Linked DNA regions of Macaca mulatta: region 1 is linked to region 2. The links are chromatin contacts, called in public Hi-C maps. All regions are on one chromosome and are shown on one strand. Each heading gives the region's core, a stretch centred on a gene start, on an enhancer-like site or on the middle of the called end of the contact. The rest is flanking DNA. Distances are from core to core; before and after follow the strand shown.

Region 1 (5,286 bases), core at 2,769-5,268, 150 kb before region 2:
GAGGGCGAGGTTGCACAGTCTCTCTCCATCCTCAAGCCCCTCTCGCTGTGTGCCCCATCTCAAGAACCCCAGTGTTGCCCTGGGGCCGGCACAATCCACCTCCGACACCAAGCCCTGTGGTGGGCTGCGGGTTCCGCCCCTGTGAAATGGGAATGATGGTACCTGCCTGTCTACCTCTCGGATGATGAGGATGCTGAGGACAGAGAGGGGCTTTGTCAAATGTAAAGCACTATGGTGAGGCCAAAGACAGACTGAGGGGTTTGATGGCCTAGGGGCACCTGGTCTGGGGTCTTTGTCCCCTCTGGCTCTCTCTTCTTCCCATCGCAGAGGACTCTGCCAGTCTCCCAGCCCTCCTCTGTCACTTCTGCCCTGGAGACAGGTCACCCTGGGATTGTGGGTGTCATGGGAAGGACAGGGTGGGGGCAAGACTGGGCCCTTCTCTGATGGGAGGCCTCCCTCAAAACGAAAAGGGCCTCCTTTCCTGGGCCAGCTCTAGACCGTCTCCCCGGCCTGTCACCTGTGTGGCTGAGATGACCCTCTGGGGCTCATCTGTGCGCTCTCTGGGGATTAAAAAGAGTGGGTGGCAGCTGCAGTGAGCGGGAAAGATGTTAGCGGAGCGCTTCCTGCGGGTCCTCACCCCGGCGTCCTGCCGCGGGGGCCGCTGCCGTTGTTGTGGCAATTGTTTGTTGCTTTCTCCTCTAGTCAGGTTTTGTTGTGTGGAAATACAAACTTAATGTGACCAGAGAAGCCAGAAATATACATTTGTAGGTATTCTGTTATTTAAATATTGGCAACAAAATCCACATCTAAAACCCAGTAACTATACCAGCTCCATCAGTATGCTGCCCGTGGGCTGTGGCTTAGAGCGGCAGGGTTCACTGAGCCCTGGCGCCAGAGGACGCTCCTGCCTGCCTGGAGGGCAGCCTGGCTCTCGCGCGCAGGGAGGGATGCCAGGCAGGACGGGGTTGCCGCAGCAGCTGCCTCACTCCCCCCTGGCCTTCCCAGGTACCTGGTCACCGAGGGCCAGATCTTCATCCTCTTCATCTTCACCTTCTTTGCCATGCTGGCCCTCGTCCTGCACCAGAAGCGCAAGCGCCTCTTCCTGGACAGCAACGGCCTTTTCCTCTTCTCCTCCTTCACACTGACCCTCTTGCTGGTGGCGCTCTGGGTCGCCTGGCTGTGGAATGACCCTGTTCTCAGGAAGAAGTACCCGGGTGTCATCTACGTCCCTGAGCCCTGGGCTTTCTACACCCTTCACGTCAGCAGTCGGCACTGAGTCCCTGGCACCAGGCTGTGGTGCTCTGCTGGGTGGGAGGTGGGCCATAGAGGGTGTCTGAATACAGGGGTAGGGGGTGTGGTGTGGGTGTGTAACCGGAGACTGAGAGCATGAGTGGGGTGTGCCTTGTGTGCGTGGATTCGTGTGCATGTGTGTGGATTCGTGTGTGCGTGGATTCATATGTGTGTGTGTCTTGTATATGTGTGTGTAGAGTGCATCATTTTCAGACTCTACTATTTCCGTCAAGTTTCTGTTTGATTTGGATCATCTCAGGATCGGATTCTGTTTTAGAGTGTTTCTGGGCCAGGATCCGGGCCCCTGCCCTCCTCTGCACCTGACCACACTCTCCCTGCTGGGGCTGGTCTGTTCTTCTGGTAGCTGTGCAGGAGAGGGCTGGGTGGGGCAGAGGCCAGGAGGGGACCTGGTGTGTCGCACACCCGCCACCTGGCTCATCCCTCAGGCCTACCCTGACCCTACATTACATAGGTTACATCAGCCTCTGTGGCTGTTGAGTAAAGTATTTCTCCTGTCTGGACCTCATTTGCACTAGATGGGCCTGTGGTCCCAAAGTAGGTCAGTGGGTTGGGGTTGCTGACACCCCCTGGGGGCAGCTTTGGGACAGATGAGTGGCTTGGTCCTGTCACTGCCCTCTCCCTGCCTAGGGGCTATGTGCACTCCAGACCCTGCCCAGGCTCAGGCCTATGAGGTGTGGAGCCAGCCTGACCCCCAGGAGCCAGAGGCACCGCCAACTCCCCTGGCATTCCAGCTCTCCAGGCGACCCTCCTCTACCCAAAGCTCTGTCTCCCACTCCCGCTCCAGAAGAACTGTGGCCACAGGCTTTGAGCGCCTGCATTCCTGGGTGGTGGGGCCAAAGGCCCTGAGCAAAAGCTGGAGCTCCTCTCATCAAAGCCTTTACAAGGTGCTGGGTCCAGAGGCTTTGCCTTGACAGCATGACCCCTGGTTTGGAGGGAGGAGGAGCCTCCCCTACCTAGGACCCCTCCCATGGGGGGGTCTACAGAGTCGGGGACAGAAGGGAAGGGACCCACAGGAAGTCATGGTGGTGCCCAGGGATGGGAAGGGACCCCCAGCCACGGGGACCCGGGATTCAAGAATAAAGCAAACAGTCACAGCTGCAGTTGCTGTTGGAGGTGTTTTTGTCTTTTCTCCCTTTTGTGCTGAGGTGTAGCACACACGGTGCGCCCCACAGCGTGGTGAGTTGCTGTATCGTGAACCCCCACGCAGCCATTGCCCCATGCCGATGTTTTCCATCTGTGCCGCATCCCCTGGGGACACCTACACACGTGAGGAGGGAGTTGGCCAGGGCACCCCAGCACACACTGGCCTAACTCCGAGGAGCCACCTCATCTCTCCTGGAGCACCTTCCCACAGGCAGAGGGATTCGGTGGGATTGTGTTGGCCTGGCCGCCTGCAGGCTTCCAGAGCCCAGGTGACTCCTTAACGTCCTTCTCTCCATCGTCTGCACAGAGGCAGCCTTTCCTCTATCCCTGCCCCGGGGGAAGGGAGCAGGGGCCTCCAACTCTGACAGGGAGGAGTCGAGTCCCCAGCTAAAATTCTGTGGGTCTAGAAACAGGTGTAAAGAGGCGACTCTGGGGATGTGATTTGGGGGAAAAGCACCCTTTCCACACAGGCAGTCAGGAAAGGGGAGAGGAGGGGAGAATGGGGCACAGGCAGCCCCTCCTGTCCCTGTGCCTGTGTGCAAACTGGCACGATGCCCCCCTTCCTATGGGCAGTGCAGCCCCTGGCCAGCAACCCCTCGCACCTGGGTTGGGGGCCCTTGTGTAGGGCACACCTGTGCGGCCACACCTACTTGTGGGCCGGACCTCGGGTGTAGAGCCCCATAGACTCAGCTGTGGACAAAAACCTCACGCCCCAAACAGGGAAATGGGATCTCAAGGGGAAGCAGCCGGGGAAGCCTCACACCGTGCCCCCATTTCCTCCTATGTGGGGGAGGGGAGCAGCACGAAGCCCTGAGGACTTGGGAGCATCAGCAGCTTCTGCGGAAGGGGTGGGGCTGAGGGTGGAGAGAGGAAAGGAAGGAAGAAAAGGGGAGCCTTCCTGGCCAGGGTAACTGGCACTAAGAGGCCTCACTCCAAGCCCCTGAGGAGCCTGCAGTGGGGCTGGAGACCCAGCCCAGGCCCCTCCCCGACCTGTGAAGTCCCCAGAAGGCGGGAGGTGAACTGGCACAGGCTGGGAACCGGCTGTGCGCTGGCCGCTTGATTTCGCCAACGGCCCTGTCATTCAGCTGGTGAGGAAACTGAGGCACACACTGAGGTAGAATGACTTGCCAGTCACTCAGCAGGTCAGCAGGCGGGGAGGACTGAATCCCAGCCTGAGAGCACCAAAGCTTGTGTCCCTGCAGTACCGAGCCCCAAGCCTGCGCGCCCTGGTGCCCATCTCTGAGTTGGGCCGTCTTGGAAGGGTTCCCTTCCTCCTCCAAGATGGTGTGTGAGGAGCCTTCAGTACGACCCAGGGTGTAAAGTGTCCAACTCTAGTCGGGGCTTGATGGTGTCCCCGCCGAGTCCCAGGAGAGAGAAGACCCCTTCCTGGAGTCCAGGGCTCCCAGGAAGAAACTGGCATTTGTGCCTTTGCTGCGGCTTCTGGAGGCGGAGACTCTGAGCCCTGGGAGAGCCTTCCGCAGCCCCGTTTCCTCAAAAATCCAACCTGCCCGGGTGGCGGGTCCTGAGCTGTGCTCAGGAAGCTGGAATCTGACCCTGGTGGCGTCGGGCCCGGTCTCCATGGCAGCCGAGCATTTATTACCCGGGCCTCCACCCAGCTTGGCAGACTTTAGACTTGAGGCTGGAGGAAACTGAACGCGGTTCTGGGAGCAGTGAACGCACGGGTGGCAGCCGGGGCCTCAGGATGGTGAGTGAGGGTCTGTGTGGGCCTGGCCAGGGCTGGGGGTGTGAGCCTCAGGTGGAGCCCTCCCCTGACTGCTTTCCTTTCTCTGCTGCAGGCCAAGTTTCTTTCCCAAGACCAAATTAATGGTAGGTTGGGTTTGTTCTTTAATTAGCAACTCAGCAAAACATGGGTCTCATTAGGCAGTTTGCTCTGCTCATGTTTTCTTGGTGGGAAGGAAGGTGGCTGGGCGAGAGCTGGGCCCACCCACGGGGCCAAGAGCTGCAGGGAGGCGGCCGTCAGTGGGCTGGGGGTCGGGGGTAAGCCTCCAAAATAGAAATGTGGCTTTATACGTGTCAGTGTGATTTACAAGCCAGGGCGCTAAGACAGAGCCCACTAGGTTTCCCTCCAGAGCCTGACCAGTTGGATTTGGGGACTGAGGGGACTGGGGATGGAGAGAGAGACCATTAAAGGTATGGCTGACAGCAGGGAAAGAGGAGGGGCTTTGTAACTGAGACAGAACAGAGGCCAGGTTTGCACTCTCCAGCAGGATGTGTCTACTCTCTGGGCCTCAGTCTCCCTATCTGTAAAATGGGAGGGGGTCCACTGAGTCCCCTTTGCCCTGGCATCAAGTCTGGTTTGGGTGTGAGCACTTCATTCCCTGGGTCCCCTACTCTGCCAGCCCTCGACCAGGCTTCAGTTTCACACCATGCAGGTTCTATTTCCACAAGGCCAAGAGCACAAAGGGTTGGGTTACAAAGAACTCAGGGGCCCAGACCTGAGCCAGGGGAGCCTCATGACTGCAGCCCCCCTATACCTGGCAGGAGAGGCCCAGGAGGCACAGCCAGCTGCTGCTTGAGGTTGTGACCCTGAACCTGTCCCAACAGTGGACGTCAATGGGCCTGAGAGTCCCCCCAGGCATCCCTATTCCTCCAGGTCTCTGCTGAAACATCGCCTTCTCAGTGAGTCCTTCGCTGACTACTGGAGCTAAAATTACAGGTACCAAGGCTGGGCGCGGTGGCTCACGCCTGTAATCCCAGCACTTTGGGAGGCCAAGGCGAGCAGATCACGAGGTCAGGAGTTCGAGACCAGCCTGGACAATATGTTGAAACCCCGTCTCTACTAAAAATACAAAAATTAGCTGGGCATGGTGG
Region 2 (5,291 bases), core at 1,856-4,355:
TTTTTTTTAAAAGTACTTTAAGAGGAGCTGCATGAAGCTGTCAGCTTATTAACCACCAAGATCATCTGGCCATCACACCCTCCTGCTTCTAAGTTCCTAAAGATGACAAAATACCCTCCACATTCTTAAAATGTCATTTATGGGTATTCCCCTAATGAAAAATTAAGCCTTTCATAAACAAATGTGCATAGAGAATTCCTTTTGATATGTATGATTCACAATCTAATTTTTATTGGCAATATCTTGAAGTGTTGCAGCTTGCGCAATTCCTACAGGGGATAAAGATCTATCCGTTTTCCCATCTGATCTTTGCAGATTTCTTATAGATTTAAAAGGACTCACTAAAAAAGCCATGAGGAAAATAATTATGAATACACAGCAAAATGAAGTATGGGGCTGAAACCTAAGATAATGAAAAGTCACTGAATGTTATGCAAAGCTTCACAGTTGAAGTACTCTATTCCCATTTAAAATTTCAAAAAAACTAGATTTTCTTCTTACTGATTTTTCGTATATTAGGAATGCATATTTACCTCCAAAAAATCACAAACAAAAAGCCTTCCGAAAATATCATTTCCAAAAGGAGTATCTGCCAAACCTTACTGCACAGAAAATTATATATACACATTCTTTTTTAACACATTCTCAAATAACTATGGTAGGCGTTCCTGAGATCACCTCCTCCACCCCCCAAAAAAAGAACAGCAAATCTAACCACAATAAAGTATTAACCAAATTTTTTTAATGCAGTTATCACCAGCTAAGCAATTTATCACACAGCTCCTCAAAGTCTCAGACACACACAATGACATACCAACATGTCAAAACAGTTATTATAATTTGAAAAATTATACAACAGGAACATAAAAGTAGAAAAAAAAAACTTCCTCTGGAAAAACTCAAGTAGATTTGGGAGAGAGCAAAAAACGAGACTAATTTTAGAAAAATAACATTTCTTCAAGTGTTTGGTGTTTATCTGATACTGGTTCACTTTCGTAAAGAGAAACTTTACCTAACAAGACTCACACCAGGGTTCTAATCCATCCCCAAAGGCACTTTCTTAAAATGAGAAAGAACAAAGAAGGAAATCTCTCAGCATGTGCTTTCCATACTAGTTTCTTTGGACAGCATCAAGAGTGACAATATAGTCTGCACAAGCTTTTCGGCTTTATTCTATGGTCCATGTATAACAACTGATTAGCTATCATTCAAAAGAACTCCTAACAAAATAAATATTAGAAGGCAAAGATCACAGCAACATGATGACTCTATCATAAGAGAAAAATCATAGAAAACATGTCTTAAAGTTGTGTGCTTTTTTTTTTATTTCAAGGGTTAACTATCTCCAAATATTCAAATTCCTAAGGCTTTCTCATTTCAGTCAATAGTTTGAAACTGGAGAAAACCCAAAACCATCCATTCTAAATCTGCTCTCCCTTAAATAAAGTTGTAATTATAAGTACATTTTAAATGAATGACACTCAAAGCCAATACTTTAATACATAAATCTTGGAGTGTAAACATTGTGAAGTTATTAGGAGAAAAGATCTTTCGGTGAGGATATTCCACAGGAAAAACTCTACAGAATCAAATCTGGCATTTGGTTGTTCTAGAAGTTGTCGTTTCATTATAACGGAGAAAAAAATTAAATAATTTGTATTAATTATAAAAAGAAGACTCTCTCCAAAGATTTACAATTGTATATCCCAATCTCCACTCTGACAGAGATGTCAGTTCTCTGGGTCGAGACATAACCAGCTGCTGGGTTCACACACACAGGAAGCCACAGAGAAGATCGCGTTCAGAGCCTCGAAATAATACGCGTTAGTTAAGAACTGCCTGCTACTAAACCAAAATTATTCAAGCGGAGCCCCATTTGTCACAATCCAATCATAAGGGTTCCACCCCCCCTCCCCCAACTGCTTGTGTAGTGGTATATCTGCTTCGGTAAAGAAGCCATCATCAGGTAAAGATTGGGGTGGGAGAAAAGCGGGGAAAAGGGGGCACCCTTTCATCTAATTTCGTGAGGCGTGAGTAATTGGTACAGTTAAGAGGAACGTTCTATTTATCGGGGGTTAGAGTAGCATGAGGGGAGAATTTCGTTCAAATCAACATGGCCAGCAAGATGTCCCTACAAACAAAAGGCAATGGGGGGATATAAACACGAACCATTCACCTCCATCAGCTACAGCATCGCCATCATGGTGTGTGCAGAGACCCCCAAAGGCTCCTCTCACCCTCCACACCAGCCAAGGCAAGAGAAGGGAGAGAGGTAGCTACATCCCCCTCTCCCAACACTGCTTCCAAAGACACACTCTTCGAGGGGGTTTCTCCCCTCGGCTGCCCGGAATCAGAGAGAGAGTAACGTCCCGCCCAGGCTGACTCTCCCCCGCTACCTCTCAGCCGAACCCCAATGCCGGCCCGGGGCTCGCTAAACTTTACCAGAGCTTCTCCCCCCAGATCCCCACCCTATCGCCCCGGGATCGCGCTTCCCTCAAGCGGGGCACCCCAGGCGCTTCCTGAAAGCGAGCAGCCGGGGAGAGCCGAGTCCGGGGCGGGGGCGACAGGGATCCACGGAGGGGCGGGGCGGCCGGAGCCAAGTTCCCGGGGGTCTGAGAAGAGCGCCTGACAGGAGCCCGGGACTGCAAAGGAGGAAGAGGAAGCGGCCACGGGGAGCTTTCCCAATCCCCCCTACAAGAGCACCCTGCCCCCAGCCCCAGCTCCCCATGGGGGGCGGGGAGGCTAACTAGAAGGTGAAAAAGCCGAGCCCAGGAGACAGCTGCAGCCCCTACCTCCCGACTCCCTATCTCTTCCCCCGCCACCCCCGCCAGAGGCGCCCACAACAATAACACGCCGGGGACGACCCGTCAGCGCCCCCGAGGCACCCGGGGCCCGCGGCCCGCCGCAGGCGGGCCCCCTCTGCTGAGACCGGGCGCGCCTCTCTCCCTACAACTCCAGGCCCGGGTGGAGTCAGGCCCGAGCGGCCCCCCAGGGTCGGACCCATCCCCCCAGGCACCAGAGGCGCCGTCTCCGCGGCCGAATATTAGAAGTGAATTCGAGCTGCGCTTTACCTTTAGTTCCGCACTGTCCGCCATCTTGCGTCTGTCAGCGCAAGCGCAGTGAACCTCGCCGGGGGCCGCCGCTAGACCCGCCCCTCTAGCCGGCCTGGCCCCGCCCCGGCCCGCCCCTCCACCTTCCCAGCCCGCCTCTGGCCTCCGCCCCGCTTAGGGCGCTGGAAGCCCCGCCCCGGACACGTACAACTGCGAGACAGGCACGTTCTATTTAAATAATGGCGCCAAGCGGCGAGGTTTGACAGTTACTACCCCCTCGGCTTCCCAGCCCCCCCATCCTCTCTCGGCCAGCGCCTCCCGGGAAGGGCAGGGGCGAGAGGGATGCTGGCCTGAGCCCCATCTCTCCGCGGTCCGTGGAACGCTTCTGCATAGCTTCGACGCCTACGGTCACAGAAACAATGCTGTCCTCCAACCCCTAATAAGCAAGGCTTTTTCAGCACCTGCTACTTGCGAGGCTACCAGTGGGCTAAAAATAGAAATCCGTTACATTTAAGGGGCCCTTAATGAAGCATTTCTAGCATTATTGGCTCAGATCCTCCTCTTGATAACGCGGTGAGGTAGGCAAGGAAGAGATAATTCCCAGGGTATAGATTCAGAAATGAAAGCTCAGAAAGGAAAAGTGACTTGCACAAACAAGAATTTTTGCGAGGTGGCGTAAGACAAAATTTTGAAGGTGTTCATTAACATTTTTGTTTTAAAAAAATGTATTTAGTGACTATCTGTTGGCTTTGTGCTAACGGCTAAATATACATTGGGGAATCAAAGTCCCTGCCCTTCTGTAGTTCTCTAATGGGGAATCAGACAAGTGAACGAACAAAGATACAATTTCAAATGTTATTTTTTGAGTACCAGAAGGGAGCAAACGGTCCATTGAGAAAGAAGAAGGGTTTGGGAGATGTACTTAATTCTGGGAGAGTTTTATCCACTAAATTGACATTTAAGTAGACTTGATGGAAGGATTATTTCATTCTTTTTTGTCTCTACTAAAAGCCTTCTGGGCCGGGCGCGGTGGCTCAAGCCTGTAATCCCAGCACTTTGGGAGGCCGAGACGGGCGGATCACGAGGTCAGGAGATCGAGACTATCCTGGCTAACACGGTGAAACCCCGTCTCTACTAAAAAATACAAAAAACTAGCCGGGCGAGGTGGCGGGCGCCTGTGGTCCCAGCTACTCGGGAGGCTGAGGCAGGAGAATGGCCTGAACCCGGGAGGCGGAGCTTGCAGTGAGCTGAGATCCGGCCACTGCACTCCAGCCTGGGCGACAGAGCCAGACTCAGTCTCAAAAAAAAAAAAGAAAATTGGTCTCTCTCTCATGATTTTTTGTAAAACCAGATAACTCAGTTTTGTTTTAGTGAACATGGGTGACACCATTTTGATTTTTAGTCTGGTCTGGAGGCCTGATGCAGGAATTTGGTTCAAAACAATGGCATCCTGTGATTTTTATTTAACAATTAACCTAGGTGAAATTGTGACACTAAGACGGAGGGCGTTAGCACTACCCTCACTTAACATCATTCTGGTTTTCTAGTCTCCACACATCATTTATAGATTACAGTGTCCTCACGATTATGCATTTCTGTCATTGCAGGTGAAGAGAGACCACTTGACATTCAACAGTTGGCTGTATACAAACATTTAAAACTTTTTGAGAGAACATAGTTGAGAATTATGACTATCAGGTGGACAATGCCAAGAGTTCAGAGTATGCTTCTTAGCTAGGGTTGCCATAAACCAAACCAACTAAAATCATATAGATCAAAGAATGAGCCAGATGAGAAATCTACCTGTTTTAACCAAGTAGCCTGCTAACTTTTTGAAACTGAGTCTCTATAATACCAGATTATGTACAACAACAAGTGTCAGCAACAGCACAGATTTCCCCCTGTTTGGTTAGTAGGTAGCCATTCTGTCATCTAGCATCTCAGGAATTGGTTAAATTGAAGCAAAGAGTGCTAACTCTACAAAAGAGGCCACTAGTAAAATTTGAACAAACAGTTGCATTAGGGATGTTGCTAAAGTTACCCACTAGGTGGAATAAAAGCTCTCTTGGGTCCTGTAAAGGTTTGGGTTTGACATGTTACACTTTATCAACTTGCCCACAAAAACAACTGATTGTGAAATTTTAACTACAGCATTATCCTGCCAAGTGGAACAGGTGGGCAAAAGCAAGAAAAAATTAAGAAGGGAAAGAGTCTTATTATGGTAGCGAGTCTTCTTCTGAC

What was found. Hi-C and Micro-C count contacts between places; a contact is called where the count stands out from the background.
Region 1: a contact with region 2 is called in a Hi-C map of liver, with 3 times the contacts expected there. The contact joins the promoter of CALML4 here to the promoter of PIAS1 in region 2. A contact is called at or near these places in 2 of 14 Hi-C or Micro-C datasets (fetal cortex germinal zone and liver).

The regions. Positions count from the first base shown.
Region 1 is chr7:45,761,321-45,766,606 of T2T-MMU8v2.0, reverse strand. CALML4 (calmodulin like 4) reads left to right here and starts at 4,018. Exons shown (of 6, transcript XM_015142552.3): 1 at 4,018-4,100; 2 at 4,102-4,159; 3 at 4,251-4,281. The coding sequence starts at 4,033. CLN6 (CLN6 transmembrane ER protein) reads left to right here. Exons shown (of 8, transcript XM_077939628.1): 8 at 1,006-2,411. The coding sequence ends at 1,276.
Region 2 is chr7:45,606,420-45,611,710 of T2T-MMU8v2.0, reverse strand. It overlaps PIAS1 (protein inhibitor of activated STAT 1), which reads right to left and starts at 3,105. Exons shown (of 14, transcript NM_001266301.2): 1 at 3,072-3,105. The coding sequence starts at 3,095.